Regions from separate parts of the Mus musculus genome. Here regions 1, 2 and 3 are each linked to region 4. The links are chromatin contacts, called in public HiChIP or PLAC-seq and promoter capture Hi-C maps. All regions are on one chromosome and are shown on one strand. The core of a region is the stretch at or near the end of the contact, and the rest is flanking DNA. Distances in the headings are between cores, read along the strand shown. Region 1 has its middle 28 kb from the start of 1700016C15Rik. Region 2 overlaps Sdccag8 (serologically defined colon cancer antigen 8). Region 3 overlaps Sdccag8 (serologically defined colon cancer antigen 8). Region 4 overlaps Gm36904 (a long non-coding RNA gene).

What was found. HiChIP or PLAC-seq counts read pairs in DNA pulled down with a chosen protein or histone mark. Capture Hi-C pulls out chosen DNA fragments and counts their contacts.
Region 1: an H3K4me3 HiChIP or PLAC-seq map of bone marrow-derived macrophages shows a contact between it and region 4, with 6 times the contacts expected there. The contact joins two enhancer-like sites. A contact is called at or near these places in 3 of 484 Hi-C or Micro-C datasets (bone marrow-derived macrophages, cerebellar granule neurons and nephron progenitors), 8 of 115 datasets of contacts at active chromatin or transcription factors (astrocytes, bone marrow-derived macrophages, embryonic basal ganglia and 5 more) and 1 of 9 other capture datasets (embryonic stem cells).
Region 2: a contact with region 4 is called in a BATF HiChIP or PLAC-seq map of CD8 T cells, with 5 read pairs. The contact joins two enhancer-like sites. A contact is called at or near these places in 2 of 115 datasets of contacts at active chromatin or transcription factors (CD8 T cells and bone marrow-derived macrophages).
Region 3: a contact with region 4 is called in a promoter capture Hi-C map of adipose tissue. The contact joins two enhancer-like sites. A contact is called at or near these places in 2 of 484 Hi-C or Micro-C datasets (embryonic stem cells and palatal mesenchyme), 1 of 115 datasets of contacts at active chromatin or transcription factors (astrocytes) and 1 of 9 other capture datasets (adipose tissue).

What each region holds. Positions count from the first base shown.
Region 1 is chr1:177,700,171-177,704,364 of GRCm38.p6, forward strand. No RefSeq gene overlaps it. Among named protein-coding and RNA genes, the nearest start is that of 1700016C15Rik, 28 kb to the right of the region's middle. Within about 2 kb of position 2,426, at least 191 of the 459 cell types and tissues checked have an H3K27ac peak or open chromatin away from gene starts, as enhancers often do. A contact at or near this core is called in astrocytes, bone marrow-derived macrophages and pancreatic cancer cells, where this site is marked.
Region 2 is chr1:176,943,229-176,947,790 of GRCm38.p6, forward strand. Sdccag8 (serologically defined colon cancer antigen 8) reads left to right here. Exons shown (of 18, transcript NM_029756.3): 14 at 2,880-3,007. Among named protein-coding and RNA genes, the nearest start is that of Gm15423, 4.5 kb to the left of the region's middle. Within about 2 kb of position 3,278, at least 65 of the 459 cell types and tissues checked have an H3K27ac peak or open chromatin away from gene starts, as enhancers often do. A contact at or near this core is called in CD8 T cells, where this site is marked.
Region 3 is chr1:176,995,351-176,999,820 of GRCm38.p6, forward strand. The region is part of intron 16 of Sdccag8 (serologically defined colon cancer antigen 8); the gene reads left to right. Among named protein-coding and RNA genes, the nearest start is that of Gm15423, 57 kb to the left of the region's middle. Within about 2 kb of position 1,506, at least 101 of the 459 cell types and tissues checked have an H3K27ac peak or open chromatin away from gene starts, as enhancers often do. A contact at or near this core is called in adipose tissue, where this site is marked.
Region 4 is chr1:177,336,613-177,341,469 of GRCm38.p6, forward strand. The region is part of intron 6 of Gm36904 (a long non-coding RNA gene); the gene reads left to right. Among named protein-coding and RNA genes, the nearest start is that of Gm36904, 81 kb to the left of the region's middle. Within about 2 kb of position 2,314, at least 202 of the 459 cell types and tissues checked have an H3K27ac peak or open chromatin away from gene starts, as enhancers often do. A contact at or near this core is called in CD8 T cells, adipose tissue, astrocytes and 2 more, where this site is marked.

The DNA.
Region 1 (4,194 bases), core at 1,176-3,675, 360 kb after region 4:
TAGACTTTTATCTGGTTTTGTTTTTCAAGACAAGGTAGCCCTGGCTACCCAGGAACTCACTCCATAGACCATGCTGGCTTCAAAGTCAGAATTCCTCCCGCCTCTGCCTCCCTGAGTGCTGGGATGAAGGGTTTGCACCAGCACAGCCCGACCCTGTAGACTACTAAAGATTGTTATCCTTATTCATCTCTGATCTCTCCGCCTCCCCTTCAGCAGGGCCCTGTACCTGTTCAAAGGTCAAAAATTATGTTTTTGAATAAGACCCACAGTGGTGAGTCCCTGATAGAGTCAGGAGTAGCTGAGGCTGGAAGTGCATATGGATAGATTCTGGATTATATGTATAGATTCTTACTATAGAGTCACATTTGGCAGGTGTTTACTGGGCTCCTCCTTACAAGCCAGACTTAGTGTGCATTCTCAGGCCACTGAGCAAAGCTTCAGAGAGCCACCGGAAGGAAGCCTTCCCACTCGGGCGGATGGAGACATGAGGAGTCTATGAACCCTCTAGAAAACAGAGACAAGACAAACACTCGCCTGGTTTCCCCCACACTCCTCGAGCTCCTTTCATGGTTCTGTTTCCTCTGTGAGTTCTTTGTTTGGTTCCAGCAGCTGTAAGAGCACAATCAGGCAGCTGCACAGGCCTTGGCCACGTGCTACGCCATACTGCTGTGACAGAAATGCAGAGGAGCAAATGGGCACTCACCAAAGGGACAAACACAGGCACAGTTTGCTGCCTGAGTATCTGCCGGTGGTGACTGATCTAGTGCCATGAGAGGTCCATTGATCCCTCTTGACCTATCACCTCAGAAGGGAACCCCAGGGTAGACGAGAGCATGGGGAAAGAACATGTCTCAGGACTCTGGGGTCTGTTGAAGCCTCCAGTCCCTGAGAATGGAGACTTTTAGCATGGGGACTGGAGGACAAAACACTGGAGTTTGGGTCCCAGAGTCCACCTGTAACCCTAGTGCTCAGGAGGTCGTCGAGACTCACACAACAGAGGTGCTAGGAACCAAACTCTAAGAGCAGCAGGAAACCTTAACTGCTGAGCCACCTCTACAGCTCCTGCTACTTCTTTTATATAGATATAGACAATAAAGCTGTTTTCTATACAGTTACTCAAATAAGGATGTTAAGGTAGCAATAAACCATGCTTAAGGCTGAGAACCTATGACCTTAGTATGACGTTTCTCCTTTCCCAGAGGTTTCCTGAGAATCTCACAAACCAGTAACTTTTGCTAACAGTGAGAGCATCTTCATTTTCCATGCAAGCCTGGGACTCAGGGTGTCACCCTGTCAGCTGTAATCTTGTTCATGTCCTCCAGGAACTCACTACCCACCAAAACTCTGGATATGGCCGTTGTAAAGTAAAACTGAGCTCCATTTATCTATCTATCTATCTATCTATCTATCTATCTATCTATCTATCTATCTATTTACACTCCAGCTTTTATCCCCCCCACCCCCGAGCGCCCTCTTGAGACACTCACATTCCAGTGGGCCATATACTTTCCTCCTCTTATAAACCCCAGCTCGGAGACATATCTGCTCTGCATGAAATCTTTTTTACAGCGAAATCAATAGTACTGCCTCACCTGTGTGCAGAGCTCTGAAAAGAACTCCGGAGGCCTGGCGGCAGGACGTGGTGGCTCACTCCTCAAATCCCAGCCCTCAGGAGGCAGAAGCAGGAGATGACTGTAAATTCAAGGCCCGCCTGGTATACACAGAAAGCTTCAAGTCAGTCAAGGCTCTACAGTGAGGCTCTGTGTGAAAAAGAACACCATGGCTGCTGCAAGCAACAACATAGACATATACATGCCTCCTGTTCCCTAACCACTGATGACATCACCACCTCAGGCCTGTCACACAGGGACCCAAATTTAGACATGAGCTTTGGAGGGGACATCCTTATGTGGGCAGCATCGGAATCATGAGGGCATATGATATACAGTATACAGGGGTGTGACATGAGACAGGACTGAATACCCCAGCTTAGGGATGGAGACAGGGGACCGGCTGCTCATCTTAGCCTACACATTGAGACATTACTCTTAGAAATAGGAAAAAGGGGCAGGGTGAATAAGTAATTGTTGCAAGTAATAAGAAAGCTATTTCCTAATCTTAAAGTGACAAGTGTTAGGCAAGCCCAGTTTTACTAAGGTCTTGAGTTCGTTTGATAGTGAAACTTCCCAAAATGCTAAGGAAGATGGCTACCACATCTTCAGCATGCAGGGGCAGACGACAGCCCAACCGACCCTGTTCCCCCCTTAGTCTGACATCTTGCATGGAGGATAAGACTTTACTAAATCCTCTCCAAGTTCCAAGGGATCCTGTGAGAAGGGGGCTTTCACAGGGTCACACAGAGTTCTATGCTCTGTCCCTGAAGCCATCTAAGAACTGCAATGAGCCACAGTAGCCCCTGTGTGGCAGCCTGGCGTCAGGTCATGATTGAGAGTAAAGTTCTCCTTGCTTCCCTCTGTGGTTTTATACCCTGGGCAATGAACCAAGGGGAGCCCAGGAGCTTCTGCGAGGCGTTGCAGCTCCCACCCGCAGTGGCCCCTCTACAAAGGCCATGTCAGCGACTGATGCCTGCAGGGGCTCCTTCCTCGCCACCACCTCACTTGCTTCCGTTCTTCCCTAAGTCGCTCCATCTCTTCTCTTTCCAACTAGCCTGTCTTCCCACCCTTTGCTGACTCCGAAAAATGTGGGTCTCCACTCGGGCAGCAAACCACAAGAAGCCTCGAGTCTGCCTGGGCACAGAAGAAAGATCTCTTGGAAGAGTCCCTTGAGCACTAGTTTCTCAAATTAACAGGGTGGGAGAGAAACGAATCCGAGCAGCAGTGGCGGCAGAAAATGGGACATTGCTGCCACCTAGAGGCAACCAGCCTCAAATTCAGAAACTCTGGACCAGCCCAAGCTTGCTTGAAAGCCCTCCCTTGGGAGCCAGACAAGTCAGTAATGAAATTTCCAGGACGAGCAGGAGGCATCCCTGTCTCTCATCCAGCCATCGAATCTGTGGCTACAACAGTCTACAACAGACTTGAGAGTCAGTAGCTCTGTAAGGAAAGATGACTCGGAGACAAAGGGATGCATTTGACACAGGGACGAGAGAGAGGAGAGAGAGAGAGAGAGAGAGAGAGAGAGAGAGAGAGAGAGAGAGAGAGAGAGAGAGAGAGAGATTGTCTTGGGATTGTCAGAGCCTGCCCTGCTGGTCTGCACAGGTTTTCCCCTAATGGCCCTGGGATTCACAATACTCCAAGGAGCAAATGAATAGGGAAAATAGAAACCTCTATGAGGATGGCTTTGGCCTTCCTCTGAGTCCCCAGTCACTTCTGCCAGCAGCCGCTAGAGAACAGGATTTAAGTATTCATTGTTGTAATATTACATAATTTGTTTCTCTCTCCTTCCAAAAATGGAGTACGCTGAGCAGTTTTCCCTGAGTCACTGAGTCATGGAAAGTTTACCATTAGTTCTGCTTCCTTCCTAATGACTAACACTTTCTTAAGAAAGTTTTCAAAGATGGATAGATGACTCAGCAGGTGAAGGTGCTTGTGGCACAAGCCTGACTAAGTTCAGTCCCCAGAACCCCCTTAAAGGTGGAAGAATATGACCGCTGGCACACTCTACAGGGCTAAGGAGCAATATGTGTAATACATCTATAAGATTCCAAATGAAAAACACACTGTATTCATGCTATAGATTTCCAAGCCTTCTTGGATAATACCCAGTAAAAGCACAGTACAGCATGCAGATAGAAGATCTCCAGGAGACAGGTGTAAAACCCTACTTTGACACATAGGTGGGTCTTTTTAAACCAGGCCCTTCCTTCAGACTGGGGTTTGATCCCTGCAGACTTGCAGGGCAGCTGCACATTTTCCAGCCTTCTGGACTGTATACATTTCTGATCTTTTCCTCTGGGTCCTGCACATCCTGTCTCCATAGGATGCTGCTTTCTCTGCCTCTCAGAGCCTCAGTAGCAATGCACCCTCTCTTTCTCCTGGGGTTCTCACCCAGAGTACCCAATCATAACCCAGGGGAGTGTTCAGATAGAAAAAAACAAAACAAAACAAAACACCAGGATTCCTATGAGTCGGTGAGAGAGCAAGCTTGGAAACAATTATCACTAAGAAATTTCTTGTGACAGATTCAAGAAACAGGAAGCAGTGGGGTAAAGGGAGAGGTGTTTGACTGGGTCTG
Region 2 (4,562 bases), core at 2,028-4,527, 390 kb before region 4:
AGCCTGTGGTTCTTTCTTTAATCAGCTCAGAATGTCACTTACCGAGTAGCTTCTAACTGCTGGGACTTGTGTTGGATTTATGTCTGTCCTTGGCCTCGTGCAATGTCTGTCTGACTGTTCCCACACTATTGGTAATGCCGCTTTCCCTTCTCTGATGCAAAGTCATCAGAGAATCTTGGAGTCATCTCATTTACACATCTCTAGCCCCTATCTTGTGCTCAGACTCGGATATGGCCACTCACTAGAAGAGTACAGAATGCTCTCAAGTCAGGCCTTTTAGCTGTAGGACCGATGGCATGCAGTACTACTAAGAACTGAACTAGTGTGAGCTCTCTATTCTAAGACCTTAAAAAGCTTGGCCTGCTTATAGAGACTTGAACAGATCCTCCCCACCCCCCACCCCCCCCCACCCCCCCCCCCCGCTTCACCAAAAGGCTTATCCCTCCCTTCGTTTGCCTCCTTTTCCCTCCAGTTCTCCCTCATCCTGGTCCTGCAACTTAGGGCTTAAAAACATCCAGTCATTTTAGCATGCCCTGCCTATTTTTTATGTTCTGAGTCCTGCTCTGGGTTTAGGGTAGAGAAAATTTAAAGTTATAAAGGAAACAGACATTTAAACTGATAACAAATGTATGACATCACTATATGGCAGACACAGAACATACCAAGGTCATCCAGGGCAGAATAGTTGATTTAGAAGAAACAGGAGAAAAAAGGGTAGAATTTTAAGGTTTGCCCAAGAGGGCTAGTGTGTATCATATAGGGGGTTGGCTGGGTGGGCTGGGGCATTCCAAGAAGAGGAAGAAACATGTGCAGTGATCCTTAGCCAGAAAATACGTGGTGTGAAGGGGGAGGCAAAAGTAGCCTCGTCTGACTATCCATTTGTTGCGATATACTAGTTTGGAACTGAGTGTGAGACAAGACCTTGGAGCACATCCAGGGGGTGTTGTTGTTAGAAGTACCAGAAGGGACCTTATTTCACATTTAGCATGGACCCCTGATGGTTCCATTTGAGTGAGGTGTGGGTGTGTTTTCATTCTGGAGCTTTCCACTACAACACTACCACACGCATTGACCAATCTCAGTACAGGCTTTCCTTATGTTGCCATATAATTAGAAGCCAGTGAATTGAAGTTCCACAGCGGTACATAGACTGGTAGTGATAGCTTTATGAAACTGTTTATTTTTAGTTTGGCAAAGGCTAGGCAGTAAATATCTCAATTAGTAAACTAAAGCAGCATGGATGAGAAATGCCCACAAGGAGATCAGAGTTGGAAATAACTGAGTCCCTTAATTGAAGGAAACCCTCATGTTGCTTCTCATAGAGCTTGAAGAACCCACCCAGCAAGGGTTCAGATGTGGCGTGCAATGTGAGCACAGTGTCAGGGTGACACGGGCCGTGCTCCCCCTCAGCCTCAGCTTGTTAGGAAGTTCCTCTCTGGGTGGGGATGTAGCTGTGTAGGTAAAGTACCTAACCTGCACAAAGCCCTGGGGTGAGTGCCCGGCACTTCTCAACACTGGACATGATAGTGCATGTGTCTAACCCAGCACTTGGGGGTGGGGGTGGGGTAGAGTCAGGAGGATCATAAATCCAAGGTACTCCTCAGCTACGTAGCAAGTTTGAGGCCACCCTCCCTCCCTACAAGGGATCAGTCTCAATAAAATGAAACAACAAAAAGAAGTTCTCTCATAAAGAGAGCCACCAATAGGATGTTGTCCTCATGCTGCAATTCTGTCAGCATGACCCAAAAGGAAATTTCATTATGAATAGATGAGGGAAGTAGCTCCTGTTCACATTGCTGTCCATTCACGGTGTGCAGCCTGGTGTATGAAAGCACTTAATGAAAGCAGGCATGTGGTGCTGGCCTCTCAACAGCCTCTGCCGGTATATTTGAAGTTATATCTTACATCTTGGAAGAAAACCAGAAGTAGTCTACGAGGCTTAGTTTCAAAGCAAAATTTCCCAAGACTAAGAATTAAGTCATGTTCTTCCTAAAATTTCACAGTCTTAGAAAATAGCGACCATCCGGACGGTGAAAGATTGGTGATATTACAAGACAGAAAGAACAGAAAGCATGCATGCTGTGAAGATGCAGTCAGGGCTGGCAAGGGCTCCTCAGGAAAAGGTGTTTGTAAGGTGAAAGTCTAAAGGCTCCAGTCCTGTCCCCAGCCCCACTGGGCTAAAGGAAGAAGACTAGTTCCTGCGAAGTGCATCTGTGATCTTTTCACCTGCACACTGGCATGTGTGAGCGCGCACACACACACACACGCACACACACACACACACGCACGCACACGCACACACGCACACGCACACACATACACATACACACACACGCACACACACACGCACGCACACGCGCACACACGCACACGCACACACACACACGCACACACACACACACACATACACACACATACACACACACACATACACGCACACGCACACACACACACACGCACACACACGCACACACACACGCACACACACACACGCACACACACACACACACACGCACACACACACACACACACACACACACACACGCACACACACACACACACATACACACGCACACGCACACACACACACATGCAAATAAAAATTATCAGGTGATAAAATACAACTGTTTCATTGTTATGATTTTGTTTGAATTTTTAAAACGTCACCCTTGAGTCTGTCTGGACTTGTATGTATGTGCTACACAGTACAGAGAGAGTCCTTTGGATTTTCTCTCTCCTGCAAAATGGGGAGACTACAGAAAGATTAGCTACTGCTGCTTTAGTGTACTACCTGTCTGCAGTCTGTGGTCTGTGGGGGAATGATGGAGGTCTGTGCACCTGCAGATAACGTCTCTGTCTGTCTCCTCTCTGTTTTGCAGACTGGAAAAAGATAGCATTCAGCAAAGCTTTAGCAATGAAGCAAAGGCCCAAGCCCTTCAGGCCCAGCAGAGAGAACAGGAGCTGACACAGAAGATACAGCAAATGGAGACCCAGCACGACAAAACTGGTGGGTGGTAGGGAAAGATTAGAGCCTGGGCACTTGCTCACAAGCCAGGCCCACGCCTTACTGTGAAATGACATCAGGAACACCTGTAACCTTTGGCTGGCCGAAGGGAGCAGATGCTAACTGCACCGGAGATTCCGAATTACATATTAGTTAGCGTTTAAAAGAGAAAATGGGAAGTATTGCCCACTGTCTGTTGACTTGAGAGTGCTGCTCTCACATCTGTTGCACCATCTGGATTATGAGTTTATTTACCTGTGTTCAAGAAACGTAGAGCTGAGAGAGACCACAACAAAGTAGAAAAACAAAGGGCTTGCTTTTGGCTGGGTTTTCAGGCACACATGTTATATAAAGAAAATAGCATCAGAAGCTCTGCGGGAAATGCTCTGAGCTTACAGTTAGAGTCTCCTGAATAGCATTGAACAGTTCCCACAGTACACACATTATAGCTACTCTAAAAGCCTAATGAGTTTGCTTCAGCATCCAAACTGGAGAAAAGCTTTACCCATTAATCGGTTCTTAATTCACTGTCGCAGCTGGATGTAATTCAGTGGCTCCAAATTGATATGTTCCTTTATTTAATCTTTGCAGCTTCGAACATTTTTAGCATTTGTATGATTTCCCCCACCTCCCCCAATGCAGTCGAGAGTGATGCTTAATCCTCTGCATTCGTCAGCTTCTCAGAACTGCTGTTAAAATTCACTAATACAAGGCATTGACCACAGCTGGCAGCTTGGCCCAAAATCGCCATCTTTCATCACGTTGGCACTATTCTGCAGACTGAGTTGGCCAGTAACTCTTTACCTTTAATTTGAAAGTAAAATGCACTTTGAAAATAGGCAGTTTGATGTGTGCAGTCAGGGCGTTATGTAGTTCCTTTCGCTTTTGAGTTGTGTGTTCACAGACAGTGTTAGTCAAAACAAGACAGTGTCAGCCATTATAATTCTACACCACATACTCCACGCTGATTGTACCATTAAAACAAAAGTTTAATTGATCCTGTCTCTTCCACAAAAAATGTTGCTTAATTTTAGAGCCCTGATTTATTTTGCTTTGTTTGCTGTATGCTTCACCCCCCCGAACATTAGTAAAAATTGAAAAGGGAAAATTATTTACAAATGAATTTCACAGGATTTAATGCATATTATATTTAAAGATATGGTTAAAAAATGATTTCATCTATTGGTAACCTGAAGTTCTTTAATGGATTTATTTACTTATAAAGTCAGCTATCCTGATGCCTCATGTATAGAGTTTCTCCTTAGCATTTAGCCAGAAGAAATAAAAAAAATCCAAAAGATTTTGTTGATTTTTTTTTTTTTAAACTAACACAAAGAGGAATTCATCGGGGAAACTGTCCTTGGCTATTGCTGGTAGAATCCTGGACCAAGAGTTTGGGCAGGACCTGAGAGTTGGGAAAGGTTTTGACCGTTAAAATCGTCTTTAAGATCATTTATTTTGCAAATGCACACACAAATCACACCCTCTTTAGTCTCTGGCCAGACTGTTATTGAAACACACACTATGAAAGTATGGTAAGATTTCTAAGGACAGTTGT
Region 3 (4,470 bases), core at 256-2,755, 340 kb before region 4:
GTGTCCATCCTGATCCCAGGAGATAGACAAATCTGTGGAGGCCATAGTGAGCACATGAGAGCATACCCTCCCACTGTTGTAGGTCTTCCAGTCTCTACCAGTGAAGTCACTGCACTGTTAGGCCATACCTGCCATTCCCTGGCTCATCTGAGAGCTCAGATGCTATTTTATAGTTCAGAATAAGCATAAACTGAGCGCTGAGACCTAGGGTACTGGCAGTACATGGCCATCGCAAGGCAAGCATTGTGCTCTGTTGCTGAGAAGAGGACTTTGTACATGCAGTAAAATCGCCAGTGGCTGGAAAAGTTAGTTCATAGCTAACTCTGAGGCTCAGATGTGACAAAAGTTGGCTTATAGAAGGTCGAATGGCTGAGAACAACCAAGGAAGCAGTGGGTTGACCTGAGAGAAGCATTCAGCAAATCTTCATTAACCTTTGAGAGCTCTGAGAGTGACTGGTGAGTCAGCTCCTGGCCTTTCTGAGCCCTGTGGGAACAGAGCATACCGAATATTGATGCCTTGCCTATCATGTCTGACCCCAGCTGGACGCCCTCCCCACACACAGAACCAAGGAAAGGGTAGAATTGACATAGTGAGCTGACCACTTGGATCAGCACATAAAGCTATTCACCGTGCAAGCCTGGTGCTCTGAGTTCGATACCCATCAAGGTAGAAGGAGAGAACCAACTCCATAAAGTTGTTTTCTGAATTTTCACATATATTACACACGCATGCATGCATGCATGCATGCAGACAGACAGACACACACACAGACACAGGTGCACACACATATCATACTCATATGTACACATGCACATTAAAATAATAAAAACATGAAAAACCAGAGCCATGTGAGGTGTGTGTCTAGCACAGCTTCCCTCAGAACATGGAACAGCCACAGTGCGTTCTTCTTTGTCTGTTGTAGCAACACACAGCCTCCTGCAGAAAGAAGGTGGAAGCCAGGTCCTGTGTAACTAGGTTGGAGTAGCAGAAAGGCGGTTAGAGATGGCATGTGTCTGCAGACTGGCATGGTTTCTGGCTTTGTTCTTGTTAAATGGGGTCATCTAGAAATCCTGTGGAGATTCTTAACAAGGACATCTTAAATAACTATTGGTGTTTGTGTTGTAAATTGTGCTCTTACACACTTGAGCACGCCAGCTTCTCTCTTTTTTTTCCTCCCCAAGCCCATTTTTTGCTAACACATTGAAGGTTAGGATATTCTTACTCTGTCTTGTGAATTTGGGATTCATTGGGGGCCTGTATCTGTGAAAAGCCTAATTCTGATTGTTATTCGCCAATTAGAAGAAACTGTCAATCGGATCCCATTTTCTTTCCAAGTGTACACAGCCTGGAATTTGTCAGCCTCTGAGTTTCTTGAAACAATGCAATTAAACTGTAACATATTTCCTAACATTCTTAATTAAGACAGTGACTGGAAAATGTAGATTAACAGAAGTTCCTGTTTTTATCAACATATTTTCTGTCTTTCCACCGCCCTCACATGCCCCTCCCCCCAGCGTCTTACTTTCCCTGTCTGATGTCAGTTTCGGCCACGTGTACATTATGAGCATGGCGCTGAAGAAACCAAGTACAAAATTCTCTTTTCATTCCGAGCTGCCCGCCCCGCACCACACGCACTGTCTGTTACATGTCGCTTCTTAGGAGGCTCAGCTGCGAGTTTCTTTCTAAACGCAAAATGTTTCTGAAGGAAGGAGTTCAGGTTGGGCAGATTGTGCTAGAGAAATCTCACTGTCTCTGAGGGGAACTGATACGCTGGCTGATTGTTCTGTGCAGGCTCAAACTGGCGCTGTCTGCAAAGTTCAAGAGTGTCTGGAAACTGAAATATGAGGGCAGCTCAGGAGATCGAGCAGACAAAGCATTTGGAGGGGAATTTCTAAGTAGGGCTTACAAGTGAAACTCTAAAGTGTAACTTTGTAGAGGGGCAAAAATCAAGAATGAAGGCCTGGGCATAAAGCATGCCCACTGGAAATATTTTCAAGGACTCACGGGTACAGTTTTCCAGGGCACATTTGAGGGTTGATCGGAAAACCCGCTGGGGGGGGGGGTCATCCAGCACCTTTTGATTGTCACCTCTTTGAGTGAGTTCTTAAGTCTTGCCAGTTTCAATTAAGTCACAAGAGAAGCTTAATTACTTCATAGAAATTAAAACGAGCGGTAATATTTCTTTGGCCTCTCTATTAGCCAAGATTTTTTTCTCTTTAATTAAAAATTGGGTCGTCCATGATCATCAACAAACAATGATTCACTTATTTGTTTACCAATAAGGAATTAGAATTAAAGACAGCAAATACAAACCCACAGCACCTCTTGCATCGCCGGGAAATCAACCTGTTTTTCACATTGCTTCTCAGGAGAATGAAATTGGGCCGCGAGCATGGAGTTAATGAAGCTTTCACCCATCTCCTCCCTCAACTGCCAGCTCGCTTTAATCCCCTCCTTCTGCCAAAGTCCAGAGGCCCCGGGAGCCCCTGTGGAGCCTCCCTAGCCAGATGCTAGGCACCCAGCCGGCCCCTGCAGGTGCCGGCCCTCTCATGGTGGGCAGGGGGTGCTGGCCAAGCCACCGGTATCCAGAGGCGGAACAGGCGGGCGCGCCCCCGTGGCCCATGCGGAGCCCTGTGGCTGGCTGCACCTGCAGGAGGACAATTGCCCAGCACGGGGTGGCCAGCCGCACTGGAGGCTGTCGCTGTTGTCTGGGCGGGGTGCGGCCTGGGTTCAGAGCAGGCGGTGCAGGATCTAAGTGCACAGCTGCTCCTCTTCTCTGAAAACTAAGACAGAAGCAGTTTGTTGGCAGCATCCAGAGGGAGAAATCAAAGTCTACCTTTGGTTTGGCTGAAAATGATCTCCAAGGGTGAGTTAGTGTATTCTCGGGGTCAGGGAGTACGCATAGTCCCTGACCATTACCTCTCAAAATGGTGCCGGGCAGCCAGTGAGGAGTGGCCGGCCGGGTGAGAAGGCGCCGTGCACGGCCTGTACAGCGGTGTTGCCTTCCTGTCCTGATCTGCTGTCAGGACCCTTGTGTCTCTGCCCACACCAAACAAGGAAATGGCAGGTAGGGGGACATGCTTAGCGATTAGCACAACCCAGAACTTTTGTTTTGAAAATGCAGCTCCTTTGGCCTCTGTCTCCTAGGACTGGGTACAAGGCCCTTTATCTTCTGCCCATCATTCAGTGCAGGGGAGCCTTACAAAATTAGAGCGCAAAGCCCCTAGGCCCCTCTGAGACCATCACGGTCACACTTGGTGGTAGGCGGATTTCTGAGTTCGAGGCCAGCCTGGTCTACAGAGTGAGTTCCAGGACAGCCAGGGCTACACAGAGAAACCCTGTCTCAAAAAAACCAAAAAAAAAAAAAAAAAAAAAAAAAAAAAAAAGGAAAGAAAAGCAAAGCAAAGCAAAGAAAACAAGAAAAAGCCCTGCCCTCTAAGGGTACATTGCCTGCCCTCTTAGGTGCTTCAGGCGGGAACATGCTGCTGCGGAGGATAACCTGAGGTGAGACACTTGGGAAGTTGGTTAACTTACACGTTCTTAAAGAAAAATGAGTAAGGTGTGTGGAGCCTCAGCTGGCTGCCTTCCACTCCTTAAAATAAGAACATTCTGTGGTCCAAGTGTTAAGTTTACCCCTCACCCCCACCCACAGTGGCATGTAACTGGGCCGGATCTGTCTGTTGCGATGCCTGAGCCCACTAGAAACCAAATGAGCCCTCCAGCCGGTCTAATCACTCTGATCTGTCATGGACCTTCTAGCTGGAAGAGTTATGCCATCATATTATCCCAACACTCATCACCATGTGGAGGACCCCCTTTACTAAATGATTTATTACTCTTAGCAGAATTCCTCTGGCTGCAGATTTTATTTCTGAGTCGCTCTGTTCAGCTCAATTGGTCTCCTTCAGTTACCGTGGCAACCAGCAGATGGGGTTCTTTGACAAGGGTCAGCGGGGAGGCTGCCTCAGTGTTAGAGGGAAGAGAAACTAAATAAAAAGCTTTCAGCACTGACAGGTTCTCTAGCCCATAGCCAGGAGTTGTTATCAAATTACTAGCATTAAAACCTAATTAAGATGTGTGCCAGTAGGTACACCGTAGTGACTGAATCTGGTTACTTAGCTGCCGTGGGCTCACTCTTCCTCCATCACACCTCTGTGACCAATTTGGCCACCCTAAGGATGGTCCAGTTGGAAGGAAATGGCGGAGGCCCTCACTTGACACCCTCCATGAGGGCTGAGGTCCCTAGAGCAGCAGGACTTTATTAGAAGAGAATCTTCCTCAAACAGGGCACTGTGCCTCCAAGCCCTGGGGCAGCGGCTAAGCAGAGCCCACACATGATAGCTGCATACCTTCCTTTAAGACTAGTGTTGGCTTAACTTGGGAGAGCTTCACCAAAGTGAAACTGAGCACCAAGTGCTCCAGACTGGAAAGGCAGCCTGACAGTGCAGAGGTTCTCTTCTGTAGCAGGC
Region 4 (4,857 bases), core at 1,064-3,563:
TAAGGAAAGAAAGGTTTACTGTGACTCATAGACCCAGAGGTTCAGGTCACGGTCATTTTTCCCTGCTGTCTTGGCTCTGTGGGGATACAGTATCATGGCAGGAACATGACATAGGACAGTGGTTCTCAAGCATCCTAATGCTGTGACCCTAATACAGTTCCTCTTGTCATGGTGACCCCCAGCAATTAAATTAATTCCTTATAACTTCATAACTTTAATTTTGCTGCTCTTATGAATCATAATGTAATTTTTTTGGGGGGGAGAATGGAGGTTTGTCAAAGGGGTCATGTGGTGGCGAACACCTTTAATCCCAGCACTAGGGAGGCAGAGGCAGGTGGATTTCTGAGTTCGAGGCCAGCCTGGTCTACAAAGTGAGCTCCAGGACAGCCAGGGCTATACAGAGAAACCCTGTCTCGAAAAACCAAAAAAAAAAAAAAAAAAAAAAAAAAAAAAAAAAAAAAAAAAGATACACAGGTTGAGAACTGTTGCTGGAGAATATTCTCCCAGTATCAGGAAGGTAAAGATGGAGGAAACGGGGGTGGGGGTGGGTGGGGTGGAGTATGGATATCCCTTCCATGCCTACAGTGATCACACCCACTAACCTCAGCCATGCACCAACCAACAGCACCACAGGCTGGGGCCGAAGCATTTAACACTTGTGTCTGAGAGATATTTCAGATCTTAACTAGAGCAAGACAACAGCCAGCCCTATCCCTGCCACCTCCCACTTCCTTGTACCTTACAGAAGGCATTTCTCCCAGAAGCACTCCAGTGCTGGGGCTAGGTTGGTTCTAGAGGCCAGAGAAGTGCTTGCTTTCAACAGTGTGCAGAGAACACACAGGTTTCCAAGCCAGGGTTGCGCACAGAGTTGAGCATATTCCCCGTACCTTTGCAGAAGGATGTACATGAACACATCCTTATGGAGAATTTTAAAAACTAGTTTGGACCTGAGAAAAATCTCACCGAAATTCCTGTATGGGTCAAAACCCCTGGGGTCGCATATCAGATACTTACATTATGACTCATTACAGTAGTAAAGTTATAGAGGAGCAATGAAGTAATTTTATGGGTAGGGGAGTCACTACAACACAAGGAACTGTCTGAAAGAATTGTAGCATTAGCAAGATTGAGGCCCACTGCTGTATAGCCATGACCTGGGTAAGCAGACAATGAAGAGAGCTGGCACTTCCCCTGCTGTCCTCATACCTAATAAAAACATCATTTTCCTATTCTAGTCTAGGATATTAGCCAGAGACCCAACAGGATGCCTAGTAATTTGTTCCTAAGTTACAAGAAGTGCCTGTGGAATGCAACCTAAATTCAATATGCACCTCACTGAAAAAAAGAATTATAATAAAGGATGGGAAAGGTGAACTTGGAACAGGGGATTTTTCCCATCCTCTGTATAATCCATTATGGAGGCAGAAGTGTCTCTTATCCCAGTTACAATCCAGAAGTGCTTTCTAGGTGGCAAAGTGCTTCCAAACACTGATTTCTACATTGCTGCAAAGCCAACATTAATCACACTAAAGAAACTGGAGCTCAGAGAGAAGAAAGACCTGGGGAGGAGATGGAGCTAGAACTCACCTGAAAACCAGGGGAGTTCCCAAGCACCTGACCTCTAGCCTTGTTTTGCAAAAACAACAGAAACAGGACTCTGGGGACTTTCTCCTTTCAGTGCTGTTTGCTGGAAACCTCTAGGTTGGGCACTTATTCTGGAAATGTGAAGGTCATGGCGGGGCAGATAAACACTAAAATGTCTGCATGTAAACATACATATATGTGTACATATATGCATACGTGTGCAAACACCTGTATGCATACTCTAGTGTTATCAGCAAGAGAGGAATAATTCCGTGTATTTCACACCCGGAATTGTGTGAGATTACAGCAGTTAGTATGTAAATAGGTCTGGCACCTAGAGAAAGTCCCTTACCATTTTTTTTCCTACTGGGAGGCACCCCCACCCCCCATATTACAGACCAATAGTCGTCCCTAGAGTAGGAAATTCTCATTTTCCCCAATTCTACTCATACGAGGGAGTTTTGGACCAATTCCTGGAATCCTGGGCCCTAAGCAAATATGAGCGTGAGCTCACGTTAGTTCTTTCCCCTGGGCGCCCTTAGTGTGGATCCCAAAGAGGTTTTTGTTTGTTTGAGCAGCCCCACTTTCGCTTTTAAAGATCTTGAAGCTGTTTTCGTTGAAGAACTCAGATGGGAGGCGTTGTAGTCGCCTCTGCCTGCCCCAAGGCTCTGGCTGAGCCACTTCCTCCCCCTCATCTGAATGCATCACCACCCTCGGGCAGAGAGTGTGGGAATCGCTGCCCGCTGCTGTGTGGGCCCAGGGCCTCGCTGGAATTCGCCACCCGCCCGGCACTGCCCGGTGCACGATCGAGAGACTTAAGAGTCAGGCTGGTCTCCACGGCGGACCTGGAAAAGGGAGAGGAATTACAAGTGGCTCTGCGCTTGCAGCGAGCACAAAGAGGGGATTATGGTCCTGCTGGTGAAAGGGGGCGAGCGGCTGATAATGCGCCCCTGTGTAACCTCGCTCATTCCTCTCGTGCCTTTGAAGATTTCCGCGGGGCCAGTGCAGGAAAATCACTGGGATCAGGGGACCCGCGTGGAACTGCTCACCCCTCCCGCCTCATCCCCTGAGCTCTCTGCACCCCAGCACCCAGACTGCCCCAAACTCCGATTCAAGGAGAGGATGCTGGGTCCAACCAATGTTTTTTTGTTATTGTTTTTGTTTTGTTTGAGGGTGTGTGTGTTTTTTTTTTTTTTTTTTTTTTTTTTTTTTTTTTTTTTTTTGGTTTTTCGAGACAGGGTTTCTCTGTATAGCCCTAGCTGTCCTGGAACTCACTTTGTAGACCAGGCTGGCCTCGAACTCAGAAATCCACCTGCCTCTGCCTCCCAAGTGCTGGGATTAAAGGCGTGCGCCACCACGCCCGGCGGTGTGTGTTTTTTGAATGCTTGGGTTGACTGGCAGCCATCTGATGCAAAGACCATTCAGTGGTTCTCAACCTCCCTTTAGTCCAGTTCCTCATGTTGTGGTGACCACCCTCAACCATAAGATTGTTTTTGATGCTACATCATAACTGTAGTTTTTCCTACTGTTTGAATCATAATGTAAATAAATATCTGTTTTCCGATGGTCTCAGGCTATTCCCGTGAAAGGGTCTCACAGCTAATTCAGGCTGTTTTCGAGGCTGTTCCTGTAAAAGGTGGAGAACAGAGGCAGGTCCTGTAAATCGCACAGGGATAATGACCTCACTCTGCTGTGACCTTTGTAGGTGACCTGTCTGAAAAAGAAAGCATTTGGCTCTAGGCCTAGTAGGCACACGACCTATATTATTTTACAAGAATGAGTTGAGAAAATAATTTTAAGTAGCACTGGGATTAGAATCTTGGTCTCTGGCTTTCTTTTACACCCAAGCGAGTGAACAGAATGGAAGGCTTGTAATTAGAACTACGTGAACTCCACACCTTCTTTTCTCTTCAGGTCTGGCTGTTGTCCAGGGTCATCTCCAGCTCCTGGGCTCAACGTGTCCTCCGGCCTTTGCCTCCTCTTTCCATTGAACCTCAAGCAGGAGCCACAGCTGAAACATCAGGTCCTTTTGTGCCCCTGTCCCAATATCACCTTTGGCTGGCTACTCAGATATTGAATGAGCTGCTGTTTCTGGGTGGGAGTGGGTGGAAGTGTAAGAAAAGGTGTGTCAACTCTGTGTGAGACACTCAGGCTTTTGCTTGACATTTTCAGTGTCTGAGTAGGGTAGGAGAGTTATAACTTCCTATTTCCTGGCACGTTCCAGCAGGTCCTGAGAGGAGGGCAGAGATGACAGGCTGTGGGCAGCAGGGGAGGAACAAGGAGCAGGCAGGAAAGGGTTGAGGCTAACTTGCTGAGGGCTGGGCAGAGGTCCTGCTCCACAATCCATACCTCGGCTTCAAGCTTATAAACAAAGACAAAGTATTCCTACCTTATGCTAATGTTCCAACTGGGCCCGATTATGTTATTTGCTACAATAAAACCAGTTGGACCCAACAAAAGCCAGGAAGTAATCCTTTAGGTCTGACAAACATGAAACCTATTCTGTAGTGTAGCCAAGAATAAAACATTATTCCGTGGAACCTTCTATCTAATTCATCTTCCCCTCGGGCAACTAGTGAGAAGTCAGCAGAAAACTCAGTTTCATTTCAGCGTGAACTTGAGCGAACACCCATCCCTCTAGTTTGGGCTTCTTCATATGGAAACTGGGGGGGAAATTATCAATCAACCAAAATTGATTAGTCAATCAGGTGTGACATCACATGCCCGCAGTTCCAACAGTCAGGAGGCAGAGGCAAAGGGATTATAGTGAGTTTGAGGCTAGCCTGGGCTACATACTGAGATCCTGTTTCAAAAACAAAACCTTCAAAGATAAAAAAGATTGAACACCTGTAATGTGGCAGTTACAAAGCCGGACACTAGGGATTTAGAATTCAAGAGGAACTTACATTCAAGTGTGGGACATAAATAAGTGAGGGACAAAGAGAATTCTATATAATGGAAGTGTCATGCTAGAAGTTACCAGGCCAACAGAGCGGAAACAACAAGAAGTGGTAACAGTTCTCACACTCATCTATGCTGTATATGCTACCTGCCTGTTACTTAGTATCCATATTGGTTAGCAGATCAGCTGCCGAGATATCCCAGAGCTTGTGTCCAGGTAACCCTAGCAAACTGCTCAGGTGCTGTCTCCCATGCTCCCTCTCCTATTACCACAGGAAGAAGGCTGGGGACAGTGTACTAAGATACTTTTTAGACTGAGAAGTGTTCTCGTAGCTTCTATTACAGAGTGCTATTATAATTGCTCTATTTTGT